Regions from separate parts of the Mus musculus genome. Here region 1 is linked to region 2. A link is a contact called in public Hi-C data. All regions are on one chromosome and are shown on one strand. The core of a region is the stretch at or near the end of the contact, and the rest is flanking DNA. Distances in the headings are between cores, read along the strand shown.

What was found. Hi-C and Micro-C count contacts between places; a contact is called where the count stands out from the background.
Region 1: a Hi-C map of the G1E-ER4 cell line shows a contact between it and region 2, with 1.9 times the contacts expected there. The contact joins two enhancer-like sites. A contact is called at or near these places in 8 of 484 Hi-C or Micro-C datasets (CD8 T cells, the G1E-ER4 cell line, the N1E-115 cell line and 4 more) and 2 of 115 datasets of contacts at active chromatin or transcription factors (fetal liver and large pre-B cells).

Annotation. Positions count from the first base shown.
Region 1 is chr3:153,763,072-153,770,424 of GRCm38.p6, forward strand. No RefSeq gene overlaps it. Among named protein-coding and RNA genes, the nearest start is that of 5730460C07Rik, 25 kb to the right of the region's middle. Within about 2 kb of position 1,835, at least 44 of the 459 cell types and tissues checked have an H3K27ac peak or open chromatin away from gene starts, as enhancers often do. A contact at or near this core is called in the G1E-ER4 cell line, where this site is marked.
Region 2 is chr3:153,679,141-153,686,990 of GRCm38.p6, forward strand. All of the region lies in intron 1 of St6galnac3 (ST6 (alpha-N-acetyl-neuraminyl-2,3-beta-galactosyl-1,3)-N-acetylgalactosaminide alpha-2,6-sialyltransferase 3), which reads right to left. Among named protein-coding and RNA genes, the nearest start is that of St6galnac3, 42 kb to the right of the region's middle. Within about 2 kb of position 3,396, at least 24 of the 459 cell types and tissues checked have an H3K27ac peak or open chromatin away from gene starts, as enhancers often do. A contact at or near this core is called in the G1E-ER4 cell line, where this site is marked.

The DNA.
Region 1 (7,353 bases), core at 585-3,084, 82 kb after region 2:
CTCTCCCCCTTGAATGTGCTTTTATCTTGGAGCTTCTCTCCTTGACATGGGAACGCTAATGAACGCCACAGCACACATGATAGGACCACATACACGAGGACACAATTGATGCAAGCCAGGTGAGGATGCTGCTCAATGTTTTGCTTCCAACCAGGCAAAGGAGATTGTCTGGAAGTAGCTTTGAAACTGGCCTGCAAAAGGAGAACATAAGAGATGGAGGGACAGAAGGCCTAGCGGACGGGACATGAGGCCATAGGTCTCCTGATTGTCCCTCAGCTACTCCCTGCCTTGTCCTGTGGACACCAGAACAACCAAACTTTCATTATTTATGAAGCAGGTTCAAGATGAGTTTTTATTTTCATCGCTAACTAAAATGTTTGGAACTTACACGCTTAGCAGGTTTAGAGTGTTTAATGAAAATAAGCAAGGGTCCTAACTAAACCAAAGAACTGTTTTCTAAGTCTGGAGGCAGTTAATATGTCACAACAAAACCCATTATATGGGTGGTTAATAATTACTAATAAAAACATTACAGAGAAAACAGACCCTGGAAACCAATCAAATCATTCTGGTCCCAAGCTTTCCCTACATTTGTTGAGCAGCTTTGGGTCGCTGCTGTGGGGCTGTGGTTTCAGTGGATACCATGCTGCAAAGCTGCAGCTTGGATTAGAGGAAGCATGGAGGAAAACAGCCTGAGCTTGCCACAGGTCTAGGCACATTCCTCAGTCAGAAGGACAGATTGCAGCCATCTGGATGAACTTCGAAAGTGCCCAGACTAGAGTCAGCAGAATTATCTTGTCACGCACACAAGTCCTGGTAGAGAAACTTATGTCACCTCCTTATGGAGTGGCTGTGAAATTGTTTTCTTACAAGAGAATCAAAGAAGAAGAAATGAGGGTTCAGAGGTAGTTATGCCTTCTCTGAAAATGTCCACTTAACAGGTGTCTTGACATGTCAGCTGGACACATTAACCGGACTTTATAGTGGACTAAATTCTATGTTTAGGCAGAGAGGGTGGCATCAAGAAAGGTTCCTCAGATCTGCCATCCCAACACCAACACCTGGAGGTGGAGGCAGAAGGATTGCCGTGAATTCAAGGAAGGCCAGCCTGGGCTACACAGTGAGTTCCAGATCAGGCTGAGCTGCAGAGTGGGGCAATGTCTCAAAGCGAAAGTTAAGAGAAGTACTGTGATGTTGCAGGAAAACTGGAAAATGACTCTTAAGCACTGTGGACAAAGCACTCGTGGGTGACCTTCTCACTATACTTGGGGAAAGTACCTATGTGTGAAGGTGACGCTGTGTTCTTTGGATTCATGATTGTATTTTATAAAAACTCTGACAAACAGTAGCTTTAAAGGCATCAGTGGATCATTTAAAGAAAGACTAAAGCTCACCTGGGCCATCTCACACTGTGGCCAAGAGAAAACTCCACAACCGTCACTAAGTGGAACTTCTCAAGTGCTGAGTGGAACCTTGCTTGTGTCCCAGCTGCCTGGAGAAAACTGGCGTCTTAGTTGGTTTCAACTTTTATTGTTTTGGATCATATTTCTCCCTATCCCTTCTCCCCCACCTCCTAACTACACACAATATTTTGAGACTGCCTTGAATTTGTAGGTAGTTTTTGGATCAAATAGCATGAGGAGATTGGGGACCCTCAAAAATGTGAGGTTCCTACTTGCTTTGGAAAGTCAAAAGTGTGAAGTTGAAAAGAAAAAAAAAAAAACATCGAAAAAACCAAAACCACAAAAAGTACTGCTGACTTGAATACTCAGCAAACAAACAGTGCACTGCAGCTGGAAACCGCATGACCTTTCTCCTGGTTTGTCAGGTCCTCTGTTCATGACCCCGTGGAAAATCAGACAAAACAAAACAAAAAACAGCTGGGGTGAGAAGGGAAGGAGGGTCTTCTGACCAGGGACTTCCCAGGGAACAAAGCTATCATGTCTGTGTGCTGCCACACTCTGACCCCCCACCCCTGCTAGGCTCAACAACTGCAACATTGTATCTCCGCTCTGCACCTGCCCTTTACCCTACTCCATCACAAGTACCAAAATACGTATTTCCTTTGAATATATGATAAGAATGCAATTTTATCTGTTGTTTTTTGAGACCTGTCATTCATTGAATATATGTGTTTTCTTCTCCCAGAAGGGACACATCTCCCTATTAAAACTTAGGTTTTAAGCCCCAGATAATGTCAGAAGCACCCCACCATCATAAGGGTCTTGCAAGACATTTTCTTTGTCCTGTACATGTGTCACTGGTGAAGATAAGTGATACCACAGAGACAGTTCTTATTGTTGTCAGATAAGTTCTCATTATGTAACCCAGGCTGGTCTCATGATCCTCCTGCTGCAGTCTTCTGAGGCTGGGTTGATAGGTCTGTGACCATGCCTAGCTGATGTGATGTTTTTAATAGTACCCTTTGGTTTCAAAAAAGACAAATCACTTAAAAAATTAGATGAGCCAACTGAAGTGACATCAGTGGAAGATTGCCCAGCATGGCATGATGTGCCTCTCTAAGGTCACAGCAAAGGAAATGGGGTTGTAGATCGCCCCAGACACACGTTATTGCATCAGGACCCTCTAAGTGTCCACTAGTCTAGCTTAACTCAGCAGCAGGAATGTAATTTACTTATCCACATCTTGAAATATTAAGAAATTTTTGCAAAAGTTGAAATTTCAAAACTGATCTTGAGTATTTCATATATTTTACTGTCAAATACCCTACTCTAAGCATTTGTGGTTTTGAGGCAGTATCTCACTACATAGCTCATCTGACCTGGAACTTTTGATACAGAGCAGATTGGCTCTGAACTCACAGAGATCTGCCTGCCTATGGCTCTCAAGTGCAGAGACTAGAAGCACAAGCCACTGCATCATGTCCAAACTACACACCACCTGCATGCATGTACACACACACACACACACACACAAACAAACAAACAAAACAAATATTTTTAAAGGTGATTTGAACCTCCCCCCACAGCTTTGCAGCAAGGTCAGAGGTCACGCCTCCCTTTCTGGCCTAGGAGTCTCAGCAGGCAATTCCTCTGCTCTCCTCGTTGCTCAGCAGGCATCTGGTTCCCAGCCTGAGCACTGTCCATATGTTTGTCTAACAGACACATGAAAGAGTTAGCCTAACTGATACCACTGACTCTAAGGGATTTCTGCTCAGCCGTCGGCTCCTCTGAGAGGAAACGCAGAGTTGAGCCTGTGAGTTGAAGATGAGCATACCTTCACTTGAGACTCTACACAAACAGCGTACAGCCAACACCATCTCCTGGCAACGTCAGCAACATTTAGACCAGGAAAATGATGGAGATAGTTGATTATAGATACAAAATGCAAAGTGGAAGTTACAGCTCCACCAACTCCAACTCCCAGAACAGTCCACAGAGTAGAAAACAAAGGTGGAAGATGCCCTAAAGCGCAAAGGAAAGATCAGAACCGGCACGGCCTTCTTCCATGACAAAGCCTGCCTATTACAGATTAGGATGCTGGGGCTCAAACCTGGGCCTTACACATGTTAGACAAGCATCTTCCCCAGAGCTCAAACCCAAGCCTCTGATTCCTTTTATAAACAACACTGAAGATGACAATCAGCACTGCACAGAACAGGTATCAAGAGGCACACAGGTTTCAAGTTAGGTAGTGGACTAGGGGCTGCCTCTGTGAGAGCTGCTGAGGAGAAACTCAGAGTCAAGAACATATTCATGTGCTGTGGGGATGGCTCAACAGTTAAAAGCACTGATTCCTCCAGAGGACCCAGGTTCACTACCTGACACCCACACAGCATAGCAACCTACCCCTGTCTGTATTCCAGTTCTGGGGATCTAACACCCTCTTCTGGCCTCTGTGGGTGGTGAATAGACACACACGCAGGCAAAACATCCATACACAGAAATTGAAGACAACAGACTTCATCCCAAAGACAGAAGCAGAGGAACTTTAGAAATCCACAAAGTACAAGGATTGGGGGAAGTAGAAGAGAAGAGACTGCGACATGGAGAAGCAGCCTTCGTGCACAGTCCCTGCTGGCCCCTGGCAGTTTCTGAAAAATAAAGCAGAGGAGAGCTTGCAGCCCCACCCCAGGATAAGCCCTCCATGCCCAGGAACCTCAAGTCTATGTATTGGTTTCGGTGAGACAATGTTTCTGAAGGACTGCCAGGGTCAGCCACAGGACAGGAGTTTTATTGTCATGTTTTGTGACTCAGAGCAGTGGGCAGACATTATATTAGCAGAAAGTCCTTTGGGAATAACAGAGCTACCTCAGAAAATGACATCAAAAAATGTCTCCAGGTCAGGGAGTCACAGGTTGGTCTTCCACAACCCCTGCATGAGGAAAAGCCCAAAGAGACATCTGTGGAGAGCAAGAAGCTCTTCAACAATGTCCAGCAGAAGTATACAGGTGTCAGGACTGAGAAGGCTAGCTCAGAATGGAAAGTGCATGAACAGGGACAGAGCTCAACTAAGAATGGCCTGATATCAGAGTTTGATAGCCTGAGCCTTCACAAAATCATTTTACATGGATTAAAGACATGAATATAAAATCTGAGACTTTGAGACTGCTAGAGGAAAACATAGGCAAAACACGACAAGACGTGGGCATGGGCATGGGCATGGGCATGGGCAAGGGCTTTCTGGAGCGAATTCAACCAGCGCAGGAAAGACTCCCAGGAACTGACAAATGCATGAAATTAAGGAGCTTCTGTACAGTGAGAACAACAGCCAGCGTGAAGCAGCATGCTAGGGTCGGGTGAAGCATCTGTACCAACTACCTGTCAGACATGGGATTAGTAAGTAAGACATGAATAACTACAGAAATTAAATCCACAAGTGGGCTAATGAACTAAGCAGACTGTTCTCAAAAGAAGAAAAACAAGTAGTCAATATGTCCCTGGGAAAGTATTTACCACATTAGCCATCAGAAAAATACAGATCAAGATGGATCTGAGAGTCTATCTCACACCGGTCAGAATAGCTGTCACCTAGAAAACAAATGATAAACTGGGCTGGTGAGGACGTGGAGAAGGGGAACCCTCAGTTCACTGCTGGTGGGAGTGTAAATGGTGTGGCCACTGTGGAAATCAGAACAGGGGTTGTTTATAGCAAGAACGGTAGACATCCTGGAAAGCAGTTCATAAGACTTGGAAAGTGAAAAGGAGGCTTTTGGAGACTCAGGAAGTTAAGTTGCAAGTCTCAGGAAGTTCCTGAAATTTACCAGACTCACAAAGCTTCTTTCTCCCTGTGGTTATGTAAACAGTGAGGACTACTAAAGAGTAAGCTGTAGAGCTACCTACAGAGTCATTCAGAGCACTCCAAGGCACAAGTTTTTAGGAGTCATCACCCTGGCTGGTTTGGGCTTTTTCATGATGTGGTTGTGTCTGAAGCATCCTTGTACCTGTGAGCAACTCCTTATCCACCCCTGTAAATAACTAAAATAGATCCACTGGTTCACCAAGGTGGACTTTAGTGCTCTTATGGCTTTGATGTGTGGTCAGTTCTACCATCTGGTGTAACAGACATTTGTTCATGACTCCTCAGGAATAGAGTAGCAAAATTAGGTTTTACTAAAGAAACCTCAAAGTAGATCTCCCACCTGACCGGGTTATACCACTCAGTATACACTCAAAACCAACCATGTATGTACCACAGAGATACGTTCAGTGCGTCTGTATTCATAAGTACACTACTCACAATAACCAGGAAATGGGTTCACTGACAGATGACAGACAGGAAATGAAGTCATACACACATGGAATTTTATGCCCATGTACAGAGGAATGAAAGCCTGACCGGTACAGGAAGTATATTAATTGGCTTAGTAACTGCCAATAACCTGGTAGGAAAAAAAAAAGAAAAAGATGTAACCCTGAACAAATCACAGTGTGGGAGTAAAAATAATTAAGGGGGTCTAGCAAGATGGCTCAGTGGGTAGCGGAGCTTGCTGCTAAGCCTGACCATCTGAGTTCAATCCTAAGAAGCCATGTGGGAGAAGAGAACTGTAAGTTGTTCTTCAACTTCCACATGTGTTCTGTGTCACACATGTGCATATGCACACACATAAATAAGTAAATACAGAAATGTATAAATGTAAAGCATTATAAAATAATAAATGAGAGTTCAAAGCCCTACATGCTTTACAGTTCATAAGAACATCACGGTACTGAAGCCTATCGGTTTTCACCAACTGACTTAGGAGTATTACGTATAAAATAAATCATCTAAAAACACAACAGTCAAACATCCACGATGCATGTGTGTATGAAATCCTCAAACAGCACCAACAAAAAATAGTTGAAAAATTCAAAAGCAAATATTTCCCATAGCCTCACAGCTTATTGAATACCTACTATGTGCTGGGTTGTAGCCATGCTCTAAATAATGAATCCCAATAAGGAGAGTTCACAGTGAAGTAACAAAAATAGCAACAGAATGTTGTGATAGATAACTTCCTAGAAAATGACATTCTCTAAAAGGTTTCAGAGAACGAGCTGTCTGTGCTGTGCCAGGCAGTCTCCTCATCTTAATCTGCTTTTGTTTCTTTCTTACCTTTACAATTCTTTTTTGGCTTTGGATCATATTTTCAGTCAATGACTTTTTGTGAAGTTACTGAATTAACTGCTTCTGACTAGGGTCCCTCATACAAGAAGTGCCCTGGAAGGCTAGAGGAGCAGCTCTGGGGAGGGGTGGGGAAGGCAGGCAGAGGCACAAGGTTTGCTTGAGCCCAGAAATTCAAGTGTAAGTTTAGCTAGGGCAAGAGGCAAAGGGAAAGGAAAAGAGAAAAAGGATGGGAGAAAGGGAGGAAAGGGGAGGGGAGGAGAGGGGAGGGGAAGAGAGGAGAAGAGAGGGGAGGGAAGGAGAGGAGATGAGAGGGGAGGGGAGGGGAGGAGAGAGGCGGGGAAGACAGCAGATGAGAGGGGAGGGGAGGAGATGAGAGAGGAGGGGAGGAGAGGGGGAGGAGAGGGGTGGGGAAGAGAGGAGATGAGAGGGGAGGGGAGGAGAGGGGGAGGAGAGGGGTGGGGAAGAGAGGAGATGAGAGGGGAGGGGAGGAGAGGGGAGGAGAGGGGAGGAGAGGGGCAGGGAAGAGAGGAGATGAGAGGGGAGGGGAGGAGAGGGGAGGAGAGGGGCAGGGAAGAGAGGAGAGGAGAGGGGAGGGGAGGAGAGGAGAGGGGAGGGGAGGAGAGGAGAGGGGCGGGGAAGAGAGGAGATGAGAGGGGAGGGGAGGAGAGGAGAGGGGGAGGAGAGGGGGAGGGGAGGGGGAGGAAAGGGGAGGGGAGGGGGAGGAGGGGATGAAAAGGTGGGGAGAGAAGGGAAGGAGAATGGGAAGGGGGAGGGGAGGAGATGGGC
Region 2 (7,850 bases), core at 2,146-4,645:
TAGAGAAACAGCAGCTCCTGTGGCCTCCAAAGGAACCCAGTGCCCTGGGCCCGCAGTCTCCTTCTGCAACTGTGAGTGGACGGCATTTGCTACAAAGGACCCAAAGTGTATCTGGTTGTCTGTGATGCCCCTGACTGAGCCAGAGAGCCCAAAGATTTGCTGAGGGCCCGTGGCCCCTGAGAGGCCAATTGTCTGCCCAAGTAGAGCCAACGCTATCCACCCCTAGATCTCACAGGGAGAGCCACACTTCCTGTGACCTTGAGCATGTCCTTCAGTTTCTCCAAGCTTCAGTACCTCCTGAAAAAGAGGCGAAATCTTGTCTTCCCCGGGATCCAAGGAGAATGACACTCCACGCAAGTGTTCACAGTGAGCCGCTAATGTAAGGTATTTGTTACTGTGATAAGTTGGTCTCTAACCCATCGGCAATGGCAGCTATTTCTCACGGAGACCCTTCTAAGCCTTCTGTCACCACAAAGCACATTATACCCTGCCAGGCTCCACGGATGCAGAGAACCGTTCAGGACAACAAACGGCTACAATTTTCAAGGGAGCGCCAGATCACTCCGGACATATCCAGTTAATTGAACCACACAGACATTCCCACCCTTTGTCTGACACTCTTCCCCAGCCTTCTCAGACTTTATCTGTGGTCATCCAAGGGACACACCATACCCATGTATCATCTCCAGCCCTGCAGGCTCGCTCCTTCCCATCACTGAACAGCCACATCTTAACAGCTCTGGTTGGGGCACACTGGACTGCATGGGACACAGCAGGCCATGTTCACAGAACCTGCTCCACTCTCATTTGCCCAGGATGGTGACACTGTCTCTTCAAGGCTGGAGTCCCGGTCACCTCAGTGTGCACACACAGGTTCCAAGAATCCCACTCTCACTCTACTGGCTTTGTGTATCAACTTGACCCAAGTCAGAACCATCAGAGAGGAAGGAGCCTCAGTTGAGGAAATGCCTCCAGCATCTTCTCAATTAGTGATCAATGAGGGAGGGCCCAGCCCATGGTGGGTGGTGCCATCTCTGGGCTGGTGGTCCTGGGCTCTATAAGAAAGGAGAATGAGCAGGCCATGAGGATGCTAGCCAGTAAGCAGCATCACTCCACGGCCTCTGTATCAGCTCTTGTCTCCAGGGTCCTACCCTGCCTGAGTTCCTGTCCTTACTTCCTTTGGTGATGAACAGCGATGTGGAGGTGTAAGCCAAATAAACCCTTTCCTCCCCAGCTTGCTTTTCGGTCATGGTGTTTTGTCACAGTCATAGAGACCCTAAGTAAGACACTCCCCATCTATAAAATAGAGGCTCAGTCACTAGACACAGCTTAGTGCTTGGTACTGTGGGCTCACAGAGGGCTTACTGACTGACTACCTTATTGGCTACAATCATTCCAACTTAAGTTTCCCCCTAATGCTTTTCATAAGCAGCTTAAGATATGCCCCTCCAAGTCTACAGTTTGAGAAAATCAGGAAAATCCTTTCTCTTCCACTAGCTTTTAACTACTAAGACAGGCTTTCATTTCACCTCCCTTCCAGGGCAAACGCATCCTATTTTCTTACCATCTGCCTTTAGGGTTTCATGGCTGTGAAGGCACACCACGACCACAGCAACTCTTGTAAAGGAAAGCATTTAATTGGGGCTGACTTACAGTACAGAGGTTTAGTCCACTGTCATCAGAGTGTGAACCACAGTGGCACCCAGGCAGACACAGTGCTGGCGAGGAACAGAGCGTTCTACCTCTGGATCAGCAGGCAGCAAGGAAGAGAGAGTGAGACACTTAATGTGGCTTGAGCATCGGGGACCCCAAAGCCTGCTCTGAGTGGCACACTTCCTCCAACCAGGCCACACCTACTCCAACAAGGCCACACCTCCTAGCAGTGCCCCTCCCACCTAGCTACATTTTATTTTACAGACATGCCCAGGTTTGTCTCCTAGGTGCCTCTAAATCCAGTCAAAGTATTGATACTAGCCATTCCACCATTCCTCCTGCACCTCAGCCCTCAAAACCCCTTCCCATCCACACGGCGTGTTCTTATACTTAGTTTGACTACTGTTTCCTAAAATACAGCTGACATACCAGGGTCTGAAACAGTCCTCAAATCGTGGCTCTCCAGACCCAGTGTCTTTCTGGTATCAAGGAGATTTCAAACTCAGCTTTCTTATAAAAAAAAATTTACCACTGAGCAAGAGAAAACAATAAACTATATTCTGATCACCAGGAGATTTGAACAGGAAATGTTAATAATCAAAAAAATAAATGATTCGGAGAAAACACAGAGCCTTATCAACCCTCTCATATTCACAGGTTTGAGGTTGGTAGCAGTGTCTAACTGCACCTTTTACAAATTCCATGTGTCCTCGCATGCAAATCCAGGGAGCCAGCGACTGCTGTTTGTCCTCTGCAGTGGCTAGGGCAATGCAGTCAACATAGGACTATGGCACAAGATGAGGCCTGGTCTTGCACCCCAGACCCAGCAGACTGGGCCTGACCGAACAAACTGCCATTCATTTGGGATTACCTCTCCTGTCTCCAAACCTGCTTTCTGGAGTTGGTAAGGCCGGGAGGATGCTTACCCGATGATGTTCGGAAGCTATGGACACAGACTTTGGAGAAGGCAGACTGAAAAGCCACAGACAGCACTTGTCAAATTCTAGGTGCTGATAACTCCTGCACATAATATTATCCAAAACCATTGCTACCAGTCGTTAGACGCTGAACACTGCTAAACACTCACTGTGTGATAAAGTGTTTCTGTACTGAACCACGTCCCCATGAAGTCCCCTTATCAACACGTCACCATCAGAGCACTGAGATTCGGAAGGGCCAGAGTGTAGCAATGTTGGCGGAGTACTTCCCTAACATGCCTGAAGCTCTGGGGTGCTGCCCTCAGCAGTGGCTAACTTGGGCACCACGGTGCATGCCTATAATCACAGCACCAGGGAGATAAGAGGAAGAGGAGGATATGAAGTTAGGGATATCCTAGACTACATAGTGAGTCTGAGGCCAGCCTGGGCTACTGCTAAGTAAATAAAGAAAAAAAAAAAAAAAGAAAAAAACAGAAGGGTCAGATAACTCGCTTGAAATAGAGTATACATACAGTTCCGAACGCACAGAACTGTCTCTAGTTATTAACTACCCATTCCGCACTGTGGACCGATCTCTAGTTTGTCCATCTGTAGGCTAGACGTTCTCAAAGCTCACCCACCATTGGTAAAGAACACCCATCCAAATTTCCAGGCTGAGACCAGTCAAGCACAAGGGACCATCTGTGTGCGAAGCTGCTTGCTGTGAGCTAGACAAAATCAGGAAGACAAGGCTGGTGAAAGTGAGCCACGCTCTGGGTGATGGTAACACTGCTTGCTGTTTACACCACCGCCTAGAAGGACCAGAGTTCTGTGGGCACTGGAGCAGGACCTAGCTCTTCCTGTGCTTCACATGCAAAGCCAGGGTTCGCACTGTCTGGGCGTTCCCGCTTACACAGTACGTTCCTCCCGGCACGTCTTCACTCTCAGGAAACATGAGGTGAGCCTGGCTTTTCCCAACCCTTGATATCTTCCATCTAACTCAACGAGAGACCTGCTGGGACTTTAGCAAGCTTTCTGAACCTCCGCATCGTAAGAGAGAACTGAGGCAAGAGTTATTGGAAACGTCTGCAAACATCTGCATACACAGGAAATGATTTGATCTTGGTGGTAGGCACTTCCAGTCCTGGGTTACGCAGGAAGCAAGGAAAGAAATAATATTACCATGTTATCCAGTCAACACGTGGATTCTGGTAAGATCTGGATGAGCCTGGAGCTTCTGGAGGTCGCAGAAAATATCACCCCCCCCCAACCCTCCAAGTTTCAGCTCTTGTTTTCTTGGTGGCCTTGCTTCTTTTCTCTCTGCTGTCCACACTGATAGACAGAACACACCCCCAACAGCGCTTCTCTACCATCCGCTACTTCCACTAGCAGGCAAGAAGCCATGCTCCTGTCTCAATCCAATTCTGATATTCCAAGAAATCAAGTATGAAAAGTCCCTGGATCAATCAGCTATGGTTGGGAAACAATCAACCCATATCTGTTTCCATGCCAACTACGGAGATGAAACAATAAAGAAGAGGTCTCCATACATTTCCAGGAGTTTCCAATTTCTCTTTCCAGAAGGAGAAATGGCCAAGATACATAATATGTGTCCCTACTATAAGCAAGGCACTACCTGAATGGAGAGGAAATAATTCAATTATAGAGCTCAAAGTTTTCTCTGGGATCCAGGAACTTCAGGAACAGCCAGCCCGGCTCCTCCCTCCTCCATCCATCACTCAGCTCCAGGCACTGGCAGGCTTCATTCCCTCGGTGACACAGTTTCCTTCTCTGACCAAGGCCTCCACATCAGGCCAGCCATATTCTGTGTGTCCCCAGACCTGACCATCTTCCCTTAGCCTCTCTTCCACAGAGCCTCCCTCCAGCCACTGTCCTGGGCCAACCAGGGTCCTGTGACCACTGGAGGCTGAGAGGGCTGAGAGGGCTGAGAGGCCAGAGCAGATTTGCCTTCCTTCGCTCTCATACAGTAAAACTGACAGGGGCAGAGTCTGTCTTTCCAGTGAAAACTCAGCTCTGCAGAACCTCCACATCAAAGTCTCAAGTCTCATGTAATGGGAAAAATAATAAAGTGCATTTTCAAGAAGAAAAAATAATAATTAAAAATAAACAAGTGAACTAGACCAACTCCTTAACTTTCCAGGGTACAGAATATACAAGGGGACATGGCCTAAGGATACACAAGCCACCGCCCACACTCCATTTTCAACGCAGAGCACTGACCTAGACAGGAACCAACCGGGAGGAGATACACGGGGCAAGAAGCACACTCCACAGGCATGAGGGATACTTTGTTACACCAAGGCAACCTGAAAACAAAGTTAGCTGTGGTCCCCAGGCAGCGGCATCCCTGCCAACAGAGATGCCAGGCTCACACTACCACCAGGGTCCTACCCCAACAGGCCATCAGCCACTCAGCTGAGAAACAGCCATCCCAGAACATCAAGGTCCTCTTTCAGCTACAATCAAAAGCCATGTCTCTAGCCAGCCATCACTCAAGACCCACAGGCCCTCCTACATGTAAATGACTCCTGCGAGTTTGATATATGTTAGGGATGCATGTGGCAAATTTAAATTCTTTCTCTTCAGTTGACATTAAACGATAACAACGACCACCCCAAATTTGTCATGAGTCATGCTAAATGGTAAAGTGGGGAGATCCCACTTTATACAGCAACACACCAAAATATATTGACATGTAAAAATATACTAATCTGAACTGGGGAGATAGCCCAACAGTACAGTGCTTGCCCATACAAGCATTAGGGTCCCCAGCACCCATATATATATATATATATATATATATATAAACAAGTATGGTCATATGTGCCTCCCAGGCAGAGGGAGACAGCAGACAAGCTGGCCCCCAGGGCTCTCTGCATGACCAGGCTTCCAAAACGGCAAGGTCTAAGTTCACAGAGAAGCCCTGTGTGAGGAAGTAAGACAGAGAACCATGAAGGTGGCTCAGCTGGAAGAGGCACCTGCTGTCAAGCCTGACAACGGGGACTTGAGCCCCAGAAGCACCTGGTACAAGCAGAGAGCCAACTCCCACAAGGTGTCCTCTGCCCTCCAAACTCACACATGTATACACACACACACACACACACACACACACACACACACACACACACAGAGTAATAGTGGAGGATCCCCCAAACTTGATCTCTGGTCTCCACACATTCACACAGGCAAACACATCCATGCATACACACGTTTATCTCACACACACACACACACATGCTTATAACTCCCCACATGCATATACATGCTTATAACATACAGACATGCATAAACATACTTACAAGCACACACACATGCATACACATACTTATCACACACACACATATGCATACACATTCTTATCACACACATGAATACACATGCTTATCACACACATGCATATACATGCTTATCACACATACCCATGCATACACATTCTTATCACAGACACACACCCATGCATACACATGATTATCACACACACTTGTTTGTTTGTTGTTTGTTTGTTTGTTTGTTTGTTTGTTTGTTTGTTTGTTGAGACAGGGTTTCTCTGCACAGCCATGGCTGTCCTTTAAGTTGTTCTATAGACAGGGCTAACCTCAAACTCATGGATCCCTCCCTGCCCCTTCCCCAACCCCAGCCCCAACCCTGTGCCTCCCGAGTGCTGGCACTGAAGGCGTGTGCTACCATGACCAGGGGAAATTGTTAATTAATTTAGAAAAGCAACAGCAACAAAAAAAAAAGATAGTGAATTAAGCCAAGGCTGCAAGAGGCCCACCCCTCACTTTCACCCCTGCACCCACTCTCCTCACCTCCACCCTGCACCCACTCTCTTCTCCTCACCTCCACCCTGCACCCCTCTCCTCACCTCCATCACTGCACCCCTCTCCTCACCTCCACCCTGCACCCACTCTCCTCACCTCCACCCCTGCACCCACTCTCCTCACCTCCACCCTGCACCCACTCTCTTCTCCTCACCTCCACCCTGCACCCCTCTCCTCACCTCCATCACTGCACCCCTCTCCTCATCTCCACCCTGCACCCACTCTCTTCTCCTCACCTCCACCCTGCACCCCTCTCCTCACCTCCACCCTGCACCCCTCTCCTCATCTCCACCCTGCACCCACTCTCTTCTCCTCACCTCCACCCTGCACCCCTCTCCTCATCTCCACCCCTACATCTACTCTCCTCACCTCCACCCTGCACCCCTCTCCTCACCTCCATCACTGCACCCCTCTCCTCATCTCCACCCTGCACCCACTCTCTTCTCCTCACCTCCACCCTGCACCCCTCTCCTCACCTCCACCCCTACATCCACTCTCCTCACCTCCACCCCTGCACCCACTCTCCTCACCTCCACCCCTGCACCCACTCTCCTTACCTCCACCCACTCCCCTCTCCTCCACCCCTGCACCCACTCCAACTGCACCCCAGAAGCCGAAGCGCATCCTAACAAGCAATCCTATCTCTGTGGTCACATTTACTGTTCCCTGACAAAAACAAAGACCAATTTTAAAGGACAGAGGACAAAATACAACCAGGGCCATTATATTCAATGACAACAAGACAGAACACCCTGTTCACTACTGGTCCCAGAGGTGTGGCTGGGCCTCAGTCTCAGCATTGCCTGGACCCGAGTCTCTTCCATCAGTCCTGGCAAACCTAAAAGCAGAAGCCCACCCATCACAGGCACTCTCCGGTTTGTCCGACCCTGTCTGTGTCCCCTAAGAGCTTCTTCTTCAGCTGTACAAGTCTAAGCCCATAAAAGAAATAAGGGACTTAAATATGTGCTCTACATTTGAGTAAAATGTCTGCTTTGGATTCATGTAGGACCTAAAATGAGAGAGAAGGCAAAAAGCCTTCCCAGACCACACCCCCTGGGCCTGGTGAAGGACATGCCATCCCTGTTCTGGGAAAGAAATTGGTAACAGAACACACAAGTCATAACTTTCAATCTGTGTAACTGCCACAGTATGCAAGTACGGAACCTGATAAAGCCACAGAAGCCACTGTGGGACCTCTTACTCTACCTAATGAAATTGCCACAGTATAGAAGTCTAGAACCCAATGCCACAAAAGCCACAGAAGCCACGGAAGCCATGAAAGCCACGGAGGCCACGCTGGGATCTCTCACGCTAACGAATATTAGTGCTCACACTTCCTCCTCCTTCAGGGCAGTATTTTACTTTCCACCCACCTCACGTTAGACAGTGTATCCTCCTTCAGGGCAGTATTTTTACTTTCCACCCACCTCACGTTAGA